Regions from separate parts of the Mus musculus genome. Here all the other regions are linked to region 1. The links are chromatin contacts, called in public HiChIP or PLAC-seq maps. All regions are on one chromosome and are shown on one strand. The core of a region is the stretch at or near the end of the contact, and the rest is flanking DNA. Distances in the headings are between cores, read along the strand shown. Region 1 holds the start of Cbln4 (cerebellin 4 precursor protein). Region 2 overlaps Gm35529 (a long non-coding RNA gene). Region 3 has its middle 16 kb from the start of Gm35529.

What was found. HiChIP or PLAC-seq counts read pairs in DNA pulled down with a chosen protein or histone mark.
Region 2: an H3K27ac HiChIP or PLAC-seq map of VIP interneurons shows a contact between it and region 1, with 6 times the contacts expected there. The contact joins the enhancer-like site here to the promoter of Cbln4 in region 1. A contact is called at or near these places in 4 of 39 promoter capture datasets (embryonic stem cells, hippocampal neurons, neural stem cells and 1 more), 4 of 115 datasets of contacts at active chromatin or transcription factors (VIP interneurons, embryonic basal ganglia and embryonic stem cells) and 2 of 9 other capture datasets (embryonic stem cells and liver).
Region 3: an H3K4me3 HiChIP or PLAC-seq map of neural tube shows a contact between it and region 1, with 4 times the contacts expected there. The contact joins the enhancer-like site here to the promoter of Cbln4 in region 1. A contact is called at or near these places in 17 of 39 promoter capture datasets (3T3-L1-derived adipocytes, the HPC-7 cell line, cranial neural crest and 9 more), 4 of 484 Hi-C or Micro-C datasets (all in embryonic stem cells), 8 of 115 datasets of contacts at active chromatin or transcription factors (embryonic forebrain, embryonic stem cells, forebrain and 1 more) and 3 of 9 other capture datasets (adipose tissue, embryonic stem cells and pancreatic islet).

The regions. Positions count from the first base shown.
Region 1 is chr2:172,040,931-172,045,434 of GRCm38.p6, forward strand. It overlaps Cbln4 (cerebellin 4 precursor protein), which reads right to left and starts at 2,536. Exons shown (of 3, transcript NM_175631.3): 1 at 1,087-2,536. The coding sequence starts at 1,368.
Region 2 is chr2:171,703,005-171,707,508 of GRCm38.p6, forward strand. The region is part of intron 2 of Gm35529 (a long non-coding RNA gene); the gene reads right to left. Among named protein-coding and RNA genes, the nearest start is that of Gm35529, 22 kb to the right of the region's middle. Within about 2 kb of position 2,032, at least 13 of the 459 cell types and tissues checked have an H3K27ac peak or open chromatin away from gene starts, as enhancers often do. A contact at or near this core is called in VIP interneurons and neural stem cells, where this site is marked.
Region 3 is chr2:171,740,654-171,745,157 of GRCm38.p6, forward strand. No RefSeq gene overlaps it. Among named protein-coding and RNA genes, the nearest start is that of Gm35529, 16 kb to the left of the region's middle. Within about 2 kb of position 2,613, at least 24 of the 459 cell types and tissues checked have an H3K27ac peak or open chromatin away from gene starts, as enhancers often do. A contact at or near this core is called in neural tube, where this site is marked.

The DNA of each region.
Region 1 (4,504 bases), core at 1,286-3,785:
CTCTGTCTCTAGCCAGCTGGCGAGTGTCTTACTTAGAATTAAGTCAAGAGCACGAACGTCACCCCGAGTCTTTCCTGGCATGTCCCGAAGCCCCGCTTAACCCGCCTGCGGGACTCGGCATACAACTGTGAACTGTGTGACTTTGGCATAAGACAGACTCCTGGTACTGTTGGGATTGGAACCAAAATGCAGGAGTCAGGGCTTTGCTAAGCTGAATCCCAGGGATTGCTCGTCACTCCTGTCTACAGAGCCCTGAGCAGCTGGGCAGAAGCTGCAGCTTTCATCAGTTTCAGCCCCATCCCCTGGCTGCTACCTCAAAATCTGTGCTTTCTCAGCAAATTACAATGCCCTGGGGGAACCAGAAAGGGAAACCCAGCCCCCAGCGCTTACCTGCCCAAGCTCTATGCAATTACTCCATCCTTTTTCCTCCTGCCTGGGCAACTTTTCTGAGTGGAGCAATAGTGAGAAAGGCTTTTGATCTCTACCAGGCAGGGTGGTGTTAATCCAGCTACCCTGGACCCTGCGGAGTCACCCTAGCTAGAGATCTGGAGATGGTCTCTGACCCCCCCCCCCCCAGAACCACACCCCTAATCATCTGTGTCTACTTGGAAGGGTCCCTGCACCTTGTGGAACCCCAGAGCCTTGTGGAGAGATGAGCCTCCACCTGGAAACACAAGTCAAACAATTCAGACTGTCTAATAGGGCCCCCTCAGAAACGCCTCCAGGGCACCTGCTGATAAGTCTGAGCCAGAGGCCCAACTTCTCTACCAATAGATCTCAGCATCCAGGGACAGTATTCCCTTCAGCCCCTGATGACCTGTTGCTGTTAAACTTGTCGTATCTCCAGGTGCTTTCCTCTGCGCTCCCAAGCCACCCACCGCGCAGGCCTGTGCCAAAGACTACGGGACTGAATGGAGGCTGTGGTTGCTGGGGAAGGGAGGCAGCTCTGAGTTTCAAACTGATACCGTCAGTTGATAAAACGATCTCGCCACATCCTATTCATATTAGCTGAATCTGGGCATGCAGCCCCCGATACCCAGAGACCACCCATCCCCATATGCGCTCTGCATCCCTCGGGAGTCTGACCTGATCAAAGTAAATGATGCGAGTCTTGTTGCTCATCTCAGATGGCTCGTGGTTGGTGCTCCGAACCGCCGAAAAAGCCACCTTGGAGTTTGCTGCCCGGACCGATATCCCCAGAGGGGAAGATGATGATCCCTTGGAGTCTGTAGCTGGGTTCGAGTCGCACACCACCAGACACTTGCCCTCCAGAACGATCGGTTCCGTGTCATTCTGTGCCCAGACAGGCAGCACTAGAATCAGCAGAACGGCTGGTACCACGGACAGCGCCCGGCGCGCGGAGCCCATGGTGAGCCGCGTGCGCAAGCGGCAGCCTGGCGCTTCTGCTCCCAGGCGGCGCCTGCTACCCCGGGATCCGGGAGCTCGGGAAGACGCCAGTGGCTAGATCGACAGCGCTGCAGGAACAGCGGCGGCGGCGGCAGCAGCGGCGCGCGCACTTCCACCAATTCTCAGGACTGAAGTCTCCCTTCGAACTGGCTGGCTGGCTCTGTTACCTTTGTCCTTTAAGGAGCTCATGCAGAACTCCTACCCTAACTCCTCCACCCCCAAATCAGTTTTGCCTGGGGCCACGGCACCCACACTTGTCCCTTGACATCTAAAAAGTCTCCAGACCCTCTCAGTCACACCTCAAAAGAACAAAATAAATTCTCACCCCGAACCCAAGCACTCCTGGTGAAGCACAGAGCTGAAGACACAGAGGGGACTCCGCGAGTAAACGCTAGCAAAGGTGGCTAGTGCCGAGCGGTGCGGGTGTCGGTCCTGTCCGAGGGACTCTGGTTGGCGCAGGAACAAATTACAGAGGCAGGAGGTGTTTCCGGGGATGAGAAGAATGCCAGGTTATGTCCATGGCTAGGATGCTAGCGACTTCCACTTGCGCTTGGTCAAAAATTCCCCCAAAGCCCGGTGTCACTCCGACGCAGGTAGGCGGCAGCTGAGTGCCCGTCGCCAAAAGCAGTTCTAAGGTGCAGGGCGCCTACTGCCCTGGGTTCCCGCGTCCCTGCGCACAACTTTGTGTCTCAGCGTGCAGTGCAGCCGGAGGGACAGCGCCGAGAGGGCACCCGCGCGCTATTTATAGGAGTGCTGCCTGCAGATGGCTTTGGCTCGCCCGCTCATCCCGTGGATCCCCGGAAAGCAGAAAAGGCGTCCGTTGACCCCAGCGGAGCAGCGCCTGTGTGACGTTGAACGCACCCGGACAGAGCGGGACGCACGGCGCTGCCGGCTGCCAAGGTCTGAGGTCACTTGATCCCCCCGAAATCGCACTTTGTGTACCCAGAGGATGATGCTCACCTGCCTGCACCTGCCAGGGGTCCGCGGCTGCTCGCCGCCAGCTCCACCTGGACCCGCAGAGGGAGTTGTGGGTCCCCTCACCCTGCCCTGCGCAAGACTCTCTGAACCGAACGTGGCGCTGCCAGCTCAGATGTGGAGATGGAAGGACCTCGGCGAATCTGCGCGGTTTGCTATCTGACGCTAAGAGGACCAGCCAGTGTCCCCCAACTGCGCCTGGTCAGGAGCTTGTCCCACGTAACCCTCGAGCCTGGAGAGCCCAGAAAAGCCCGGGGGCAGTTCTGTGCCCTGGGCGGGGCGGGTGTGGAGGAGGCGCCTGTTTTTTTTTCTTCTGCTCAAGAGGATGAGCCTCGGAACCCACTGGGGCTCGCCTTCTCACGCTGTGCAGCCATCCCAATCAGGGGCAGGAACAATCATAGTGAACAGTATCCCTTAAATGTAACAATTAAAATGCACACCCCGAGAGTACTGCACCCTCTCCCTCTTTGATGTTCCTCCCCTGTGCACTCCACTGCCATCTTGGCCTCTGACTGGCAACTTATTTTCCTTTTCGGAAGCCACGGAAGGGAAGCGGGGAAGCAGAGCTTGGCTTTGGAGTTGGCTGCATGAACCTGACCAAGACCTTAATGAGTGGCCAATACTACCCAAACTAAGGGCCCCGGCTTTCTGGTTCAGTATTCTTTGGGGTCAGGACACTCCCAAATTCCTTGTTGACTTCTCTTGACTTCAGCTGCAGGAGAACAGTGCAGCTATTCTCTAATCAAAACAACGTCCCTGTGGAAGCCACCAGCCACTCAGACCTCCTGATTAGTACGTACTGGTTGCAAATTGTTTAGAGGTTGAGTCATGTCCTTGGGTCAGATTAAGCTTCCCAGATGGTCCTGTGCGTTCTTGGAATGGCGTTCGAGCTCTTCCTCTGCAGAATCCAGACAGACCTACATCTTTAGTCTGATCTCCTAAGGTTCTCCAAGGGAATGTGTGCCGCAAGCTCATGCTGAAATTCCAAGTATTAAGATACAAGATGCCCCTAGGGTTGATCCTTAGCCCCAACTTCTTATAGTGATATAAAGATGTGCTGTCTGGAAACACAGTTGAGGGAGGTAGTCAGTGCAGCTTGTGAGTTGCTGGGGCTCTGGGGCTATGCTATTTGTAACAATGTTGCATATCTTTCATCGAAGCTCTAAAAAAAAAACAGAAAAGCTTGCCAGGCCTTTAGGAGAGTGCCACCTTGACACCACCGTAAACTTCATATAGTTTCTCATCTGACCTTTTCTGATGTCCTTATTCAAACACTGATCACTAGTCATTGCAGTGCCTGTGGCACTTCCGTGGTGTGTGTGGGTGTGGGTGTGTATACATATGTGTGCATGTGTGTGCAAATGTATGTGTATGTGTGTGTAAATGTATATGCACATATGTATGTGTGTATGTATGTGTACATGTATATGTCTATGCATGTTCTATTGTGTGTGCATGCATGTGTGTGCATGTGTGTATGTGTACATGTATATGTCTATGGATGTTCTATTGTGTGTGTGTGCATGCATGTGTGTGCATGTGTGTATGTGTGTGCATGTGTGTATGTGTACATGTATATGTCTATGCATGTTCTATTGTGTGTGTGCATGCATGTGTGTGCATGTGTGTATGTGTGTGCATGTATGTGTATATATGTGTGCATGTGTGTACATGTGAATGTCTGTGCATGTTCCATTGTGTGTGTACATGCATGTGTGTGCATATGTGTATGTGTGGGCATGTGTGTGTGCATGTTGTGTGTGTGTCCACTCGTGTATGTGCACGTGGTCCTGCTCTATTGCCTATTGTTTTACACCTTACTCCCTTGGGACAGGGTCTCTCACTGACCTTGGAGCTGGCTCTCCGTCAGCCAGCCTCAGCAAGCCTCCTGTCTCCCCCTTCTCTGGTGCTGGTGTCATAAGCACGTGCATCCACACTTGGCTTTTCATGTGAGTTCTGGGAATTTGCTAGACCCTCGTGCTTGCAGAGCAAGAGCTTTTATTGGCTGAGCCATCTCCCTGGCTCCAGGGCTGGGTTTGAGACCAGACACTAGAAGAAATTTGGTTCGACTTTTTCTCTTGTAAGGGTAAGAGTGCCTCCTCTGGCCAAGATGAAGAATCCA
Region 2 (4,504 bases), core at 782-3,281, 340 kb before region 1:
AGTGTTTGTGTGTGTGTGTGTGTGTGTGTGTGTGTGTATGAATATGTGTGTGTTTGTGTATGTGTGTGCATGTGGTGTGTGTATGTTTGTGTTTGCATATTTGTGTGTATGCATGTATGTGTATGTGTATATTTATGTGGGGGTATGTGTGTATATATGTGTGTGTATCTGTGTGTCTCTGTGTGTATGTCTGTGTGTGTATATACACATATTCAGTTGACCCACCCAGTTGTTTCACAATTTTAGAATTTGATTGGTGTGCTAATAAGTATAAAGATTATATTTAAAAATACAGATTCTTTTGAAAAGTCAGATGACTGGCAAACTTGACTTGAATTTTTAAGTGAAGCTGGAGGAAGAAAACACAAACTCTGCAGTTCTTTACGGGCAGATGGTCATGAGTCTTGGCAATGCACACACAAGCCAGCCAAGGATCTCTAAAATTCTCATTATTCACATGAAACAAAGTCCTTGCTCCTCACAGTGTGGCTCACAGACAGGCAGCAGGGTCATCACCTGAGTTAGTGAGACAGGCATACTATAGCTTGGCTCCAGCCAGACTCAATAAGTCATCCCCAACATGGAAAAGCCTCTATGTGATCCACAAAGTCAGAGAAATATTAATCATGACCCAGGGAGACAGCAGCATGGAAGCCACGCCCACGGAATGGCAGCCACGCCCACGGAATGGCAGTCACACCCATAGAATGGCAGCCATGCCAGTGGTTTCTTTAGGGCTATCTTGCCTTCGACTCTCTGTGGATTTTAGTTTCAATCTATTCCTTTACTCTGTCTCTTGAATCTAACACTTGCTTTAATATTATTTAATTTCCCACAGTCAGTGATGCAGAAAGACCCAGGGCATCATCTTGCAGAGACGTCTATAGGACATTAATATCTAAGGAGGACTAGGATATCCTCATTTTGCAATAATAGTTCTATTAAAGACAACTACTTTTTTTCCATTTAGAACTGAAGGATCTCTACATTGAACAAGGAAGTTAAAGATTATATACCATGTGAGCATCTGGATATCCCCTTAGAAATCGTACCTACTCCTAATTTTCAGAGCATGTCCATGTGATTGTAATTCCAAGTGTCACATCTGACATAATTAAGTTGAGCTATACCGTCTAGAAGCCAGATGATCCTAGACCATTTAGACCCAGATCCATTGATCAATGTCCTCATAAGAGACACACAGAGAATGGTGTAGTGAAGAGGAGGAGGTGGTAAAAAGCCTGTGGGGACTGAACAACCTTAGCTGGGCACCTGAGGCTGGAGGGGCAGGGAATGAGTCCCCCTCACATCTTCAGAACAGAGCAGAGCCGCTTTGCTTCCAAACTTGCGGTCTTTAGAACTCTTAGACTGTAACCGTCTGTTTATGGTGATGAGTTTATGGTCATCCTATATAGCAGCTTCAGAAACCAACAGTTCCCAACATGAGTTGCCTGTTGCATCTTGGGAGTGGTGTAATGAGTGGTGGGAAGTGCAGTAGGTAGAGGAATGATAGAGACAAGAGGTCTTAACAGAAGAGCCAAGGCTCCACATCTGACATCATGGCATACATACTACTCTTGTCAGAGGGAGTTCCTTGGAAGCAAGCTGAAGAACTCTCCATCCAGAACCTGGCCAGCTCTCCAAGTGACCTGTGCACCCAGTAAAGTCTGGGAAGTCTTTTCATTCCCCTTAGCATATCTGTGTTATCCTGGCGCCATGCTTGAATTTACCAGGACATAGCTAGAGTTCCATTTCCTGCATCTAGTCTAAGTCAATGAGCTAATGCTAGTAGAAATACACATTCCAGGAGAACCCAAGGGGATGAAAAGGATGCCCAACAAAGGCACAAGAAATCTTCACTGGGAATTTGAATACAAGAAATTCTCAGCTAAGACTCAAATTATAGCCTAATAAAGCTGGTCTGGAAAATAGACTGATGGAAAGGGATTAAAGGAAGCCCAGAGCCAGGTAGGGAGGAGAGATGAGGAGGGACAAAGAGCTACATCTGTCCACCCTAAATTCGGAAATGCAAATCCTACAAAGCAATGCCTGCAATAAAAGGCTTTATTGTTTCCGGCTCTTCACCAAGCTGGCACTGCCCAGCTTCCATGGAAAACAAACAGCACATCTGACAAGCATGGGGGAGGGGCCCCATGCCATCTGCAAATTTTCATTCAGTGTAGAAAAAGAGGAAGCCAAAGAGTGAATTGGGGAAATCAGAAAAATCCGAATGGTTCTTCTTAAGAACATTTGTTGGGGGGGGGGGGGAAGGCATGATTGGTATAGAAATATCTCCAATGTCAAGGGTAGAAGTCTTATTATGGTTCTGCTGGATGCAGAAAGGGGGAAATGCTGAGCAGATGTCAGGAAAGAGTCAAGGATGTAAGAAAACTAAAGAGAAAGTCCAGCCAGTTTGATAATCCAAGGCTAGCCAATACTGATGACTGTGATAAGGGTGGAGAGATGGCTCAGAGGGTCGAGTTCTTGCTGCACAATCATGAGACGTGAAGACAAGACCCTCAGTGCCCATGCAGAAGTGGTGTGTGGGGGTGGGGCACAGAGTGTGCCTGCCATCCCAGCATCAGAAGGGGACATAAGATGATCCTGGAGACTCACATGTCACCAAGCCAGTCTAGCCAATCAGCAAGCTCCAGGCCAGCCAATCACAGACACTGCCTCAAAAACTTAGGCAGAAAGTAATGAGACTAGACGTGTCCACAAATACACACATGGGCATGAGCACTCATACACTCAAACACATCATACCACATGCCATACACAAATGTATATGACAAAGGCGTGTTAGATGGAGATACAAAAATAATAGAGGGGATATTAATGTTTTTTGTATTTAAAATATGACAGGCATACATGGCAGTATCTCATTAAGAGATCTGATCAGAGTCTAAGTAGATATTGCTGCTTTATAAATGAAGAAACTATAACTTGAAGAAGTGTTGACCGGGAAGCATGAGGAAAATGTGTTGATGAAGAAGTCTTGTGTTGTCACAATACCACAAGGTAAGACTGCGTGAAAAACCATTCTAATCTATCTTTGAGGTATTGAAGTAATATTGATAGCATGGTTCCAAGGCATTTGTATTATTCAAAAGATTCCTAATGGACTCTATATTCTATGTATGGGGTATTACTGGTTTAAATGAACAAAAGGATTATTGCAAAGACTTTTTAATTCCTCAGGCACTTGAGAATTAGCATAAGCCTAGAAACATGTAAATGAAGAAAGCTCTAAAAAACTGGCAGCAGAAAATGGTCTGTTCCACCTAATTGAATCCCATTCATTTATCAACAGCTTGCCTCGAAGGGCTATATGTGGTCAGTACTTTTAGGCATCAAGGGTGTAAGGTCTCGGTCTCAAGGGCTCCATTCCTTTTATCTGGAAACCTAGGACCAAAAAGGGCAAAGTACCAAGAAGCTCAAAGCTCCCTTTAGGAAGACCAATAAGAGAGCCAACCGCATCACTACCTTGGGGATTCAGACACCTCTGACAACAGAACTTGTTATTCCTTTGTTGAAAAGGACAACTGCTAAGGGATACACATGAAAGAGTAAGGTAAGGAATAAGACTCTATCAACAGAGCAGGAAGCAGAGAGGGGACTGGATGGGCACCTTCTACTTTCTCTTATCTCTACGTTATTTTTGAGACGGTGTCTGTGATTGGCTGACCAGGAGCTTAGTGATTGGCTAAACAGCCTCTTCTCATCCTCATTGACTGACTCGCTCCTGAAGGTCCCACATGCCAGAGGATCCACAGTCTCTGAGAACAGCGCCACCAACTGGAGACACAATGTTCAAAAGCTTGAGGCTGTGGTGGACAATTTACCCCCAAAGCATGACAGGAACCAGCTCATTGTGTCCTAAGTCCCTGTACTTCCAGTCTGAATACCAGGAGTTCGAGGCATTATTTGGTTAGTAGTTCCCTTTGGGTAAGCGATCACCTTGGCTGTTATGTATCAGCGACTCAATGATTGGTCTCCCTTCCTGCGTTCTTGTAACTTTCATTTTTTTTCAAACCTTATTTTAATGATGGTTCTTAAATGCTTTAACCTCCCTTGTGGCGGGCCACCCACAAGATGTAGTAGAAAAAAAAAAAAGGATATGGGGAAGTGGACCTATTTAGAAATGGTTCTTTGGAGCAACCCCCTTCTGTGATGCCTAGAAATCTGCATTTCAGTTCACAGGTTAGCAGCGGCAGCTCGATCTACTCGAAAACACAGATACACCAGCCGTCCAGTTCAGGAGAGTCAGGTGAGCAAACAGGAATCAGCAGCAGTGGCACTAGCAGAGACAGTCAGACCTCAGCCTCAGCACAAGTCAGCAGGAAGGATGAGGAGAGAGGCCAGAAGTTCCTGGCTATACCTCTCTCCATGAATCAAAGACCAGCGAAGATATGAGACCCACAAGTGTTACACAACTAGCTCTATAACCAAGCCAAGCTCAGCCTCCATCACTGTCCATTGAGTCCTATTTATACTCCCTCCA
Region 3 (4,504 bases), core at 1,363-3,862, 300 kb before region 1:
GGAAGGTGCCACCTAGCCTGGATCCCCTCCTTCTGTTAGTCCTCTTTACAAACACCTTCATGCCTGAAAGTGTGTGTTTTATCAGCCTTGGAACAATGGAAATGAACTGTTGCCCAGTGTGGATTCTCATTTTAACTGCTGCCTTCATACTACCTGGCTTTGGTAAAATTGTTTCTCCCATCAAGCTTGCTTTTCTTGCAGGACTGTAAGACTAATTAAAGGGTATAATACATTTAAATGTAACACATGGTGCTCATTATGAATGAAGCGTGTAACAGTGGTGTCAGCGGCCATAATAGCAGAAGACCTTTCAATCAACCTCTATGTAACAAGGTAACAATCTCTGTCTCTTCTGTGACACTTGCTAGATTTCTTGCCCTGACTTCCCTCCATGATTTCGGGTGTGTGTGTGTGTGTGTGTGTGTGTGTGTGTGTGTTGTATGCATATGTATTTGGTCCTATATGTACATGCTCATGGATGCACACATGAAGATGCGTGTGCATGTACAGGCCAAAGATCAACAACAGGGTTCTTCCTCAGCTTCTTTCCCCCTCATTTTTGAGACAGACTTTCTAACTAAACTTGGAGCTCATGGTGTAGACAAGACTACCTGGCCCGCGAGCTCCAGGAACGCACCTGTCCTGGCTGCTTTCCAGCACTGGGATTCCAGAATTGTGCAGCTGTGTGCCCGTTTTTATGTGGGTACTGGAGATCCAGATGCGGGCCTTCCTGTTTGCACAACAAACTCTGTACTCACAGCCATCTCTAGACCAGAGCTGCAGTTTGCAAACAGAGCCCCCAACACTCCCCATGTGAATAAAGCCATCAGGTAACTGAGAGCGCTTTGCATTCCCCCATCAAAATCACCAGTAGCATCACAAACTCCCTGAAGGCAGTCTCTCTATGCTTCAGTTTACAGCTTACAGTATGAACAGCCCCAAGCAGAAACCACGTTTTCCCCAGAGGGGCTGGAATATAGGCACAGGTGGGGAAGACAGCTTGGAAGAAAAGAGGGGGACAGAGGCCTTCCCTCTGAAGAGGCCTAGCTGAGCGCTAAGAGCTTCACTCTGGAACATGGTGCCTCTTGCTCAGTAGATCCTCTAGTGGAGTGGGAGATACTGAAGGAGCCCGAACAGGAGCCCACACACAGTGAGTGGAAGCTGTTTGCCTCATGTTGTTACGGCCGGGAACTGTACCTTTTAATCATGGGAGTCTCTAAAGCGCCTCCTTGACTTTAAATTCCTTTTCATTCGTGCTTCGGCTTATTCCTTTGGATCTCCCAAGCCTCCTTATAAGACTGAATATATTAGTCGTTTATAATAGGGCATTTAAACACCCTCTGAACATTCCTACCAATCTTATCTTAACCTCCTCCCCTGAAGCAGCCCCTTCTCCTGTCTTAAATTCACTGTATAGCTAATGGAAGAATTTAAATCTCCGCTATTTCCCTTCCAAGAGGTACTTCTCCAAACACCAATTTTGAATTAAGAGGTTCAAAACAAAACAAAACTTGCTTAAAGCTAGGGAATTCATTTAATCAGTAACCTTGGGGTTTGATTTTTCTAAAACTCACATTGAAAGATGGGCATAGACAACAGGCTTGGAATCTCAGAACTGGAGAGGCTGAGATAGGTTCATCCGTGAAACTCACTGGCCACACAGACTAGCCTGCCAGGCTACCTCCCAGCAAGCCACCCTGTTTCAGAAACAAGATGGGGAGTGACAAAGTGTCTTAGTCAGGGTTTTACTGCTGTGAGCAGACATCATGACCAAGGCAACTCTTATAAGGTTAACATTTCATTGGGGCTGGCTTACAGGTTCAGAGGCTCAGTCCATTATCATCAAGGCAGGAACATGGCAGCATCCAGGCAGGCATGGTGCAGGCAGAGCTGAGAGTTCTACGTCTTCATCTGAAGGCTGCTAGCAGAATACTGACTGGCTTCCAGGCAGCTAGGATGAGGGTCTTAAAGCCCATACCCACTGTGACACACCTACTCCAACAAGACCACACCTTCTAATAGTGCCACTCCCTGGATAGAGCATATAAAAACCATCACACAGAGAAACGATATTCCAGGTTGTCCTTGGCTTCTCACACACATATACATCTGCACAGACATGCACTGCACTTATACACATACACATACGAGTTTCCCTGAACACAGTCTTCCCCTAAAGTTAGATGGAGTGAAATTCATTTTATTGAACTTTAATATTCACCGCACACCAAGCGAAGACTCAATGCTGCGGCTCCATGCCCACGGTACAGCGTTTACACATGGAGTGACGCTTGGCTCATGTTTCTATCTGTCAGTTTATTTATCACACATGATACAGAGCCGAACGTTTGCTCTGACATCTGAGAGGAAAAGATCTCCTCTTGGCCAAAAGATTTTTAATTTTTCTTTCTATAAAGACAACATAGAAGATGAAAGAGAGACCGTGAAATCAATAATATAGGGAAAATAGTTTATTTTCAAAGTTATTTTTAAGCCAGCTTCTAGCTTAATTTAAACTTTAGCCAGTGGGGCTTTGCTCTCCTTACCAGTGTCTCTGTGATCACATTCTCTCTCTCCAGCCTCTCGGAATTCCTGAGGGGGGAGGCTATGCTTCCACTCTGTGTTTATAGCAATGGCTGTAAATATTTGCTTTCAGGCTCCCTCCCCAGACCACGGCTGCTCTCCCCAACAATGGCCCTTGTGCCTCTGCAAAGCCACCATTCCTGGTGTTTCATCAACTCTAATATCTTGGCTTTTCCACTAAACTGTAACCACTTTCACAGAGGAATCTGTACAGTTGAACAATTAAGCTAGAGATTTGAAGATAGAGCTAGAGAGAGGGGGTTTGAGTCTAAGCAAAATCCTGTAATATCCTCAGACTGTGACATCATGAGAAGGAGCGTCTTAGTTCCACGAGGATTTTGAGCAATCATCCTCTTTCCCGTGCATATATGTTGCGGGATATTTGATCACACTGTGAACCTCTATACTGAATTTTACTGTTTCTAGTTGTGTGGCTCTGCCTAAGTGCACACCAGCAATCCCTCTGGCTGGATTGCAGACACAACCTTAGGACACACCTTTAATCCCAAACAATGAAGGTAAACTTAGTTGACAGAAGGACGCCCCCATGTTTGAAAGTGATGTCTAACTGAGGGGCAGACAAAGTGACAAATCAGAGAAAGATTTGACAGAATAGGATATGCTCAACTCTCATAAGAACAGAGAGTAAAAGGAGAGGCTACTTAAGAGAGAGCACTGGAGAAACAGGAGGTAAGAGGGCAGTTTTATCAGGACGATTATACAGAGGCAGGTTGCAGACAGAGAACAAGCTAAACTTGGGTGAAGACAGAATGAATCAGAGAATGAGAAAGAGCCAGAAGACTAGAACAGGTTGCCAAAGTTAATGTGAGGCCAGGCAGAGCAATCAAGACTCGGAGAGAAGCCAGGCTGAATTGGTCAGCTTGGAGAGGAGTTTGAGCCAGAGCAGCTGAGTTGAATCAGTCAGCAAGAGTTCAGAAAGAACAAGAAAGTGTGAGCTTACTCAGCAGCACATCTCAGCGGCTGCAAACATTCCAGGCCTAGACTAGATTGTAGGGAGGCTAGATGATTCCAGGACTACACACAGGTTAGCAGATGGATCTGTAAGTCTCAGAGATAACAATTACACCAGACAAATAAGATACCTTTACTCATGTCTCCTGCATAGGTTGTGCCCTAGTTCACTCTCTGTTGCTATGGTAAACACTCTGACCCACTTTAGCAGATGTGATGGTTTGTATATGCTTGGCCCAGGAAGTGGAACTATTAGGAGGTGTGACCTTGAAAGAGGTGTGTGTAGTCTTGTTGGAGTAGGTGTGTCAGTGTGGTTGTGGGCTTTAATACCCTTGTCCTAGTTGCCTGGAAGTCAATATTTTCCTACCAGCCTTCAGATGAAGATGTAGAACTCTCAGCTCCTCCTGCACCATGTCTGTCTGGATGCCACCTTGTTCCCACATTGATGATACTGGATTAAACCTCTGAACCTATAAGCCAGCTCCAATTAAATGTTGTCCTTATAAGAGTTGCCTTGGTCATGGTGTTTGTTCACCGCCGTAAAACCCTAATTAAGAGAGCAGAGGAAATTTGGTTGGATTTATAGGTTATAATCTATCATAAAAGGAAGTCAGGGCAGGATTGAGCAAAGGCTGTGGGGAATGCTGTTTACTGGCCTGCTTCCTTTTGTTTGTTCAGTTACATGTCTTATCCGGCTTAGGCCCCTTGCCTAGGGACAGCACTGCCCACAGTGGACTGTGTCCTCCTGCATTAGTAGACAGTTTAAAAAATGTACATCCTGAAGCCCTAGCCACAGGCCAATCTGATGGAAGCAATTCCTCAATTGAGGTTTCCTGTTGCCAGGTGACTCTAGTCTGGGTCAAGTTGAGGAAGAGTAACCAGCATGGATTTGCTTTGCACACAGGTATTTTGCTAAAGGGGCTCCACACTGAGGGCTGGTGCTATGATT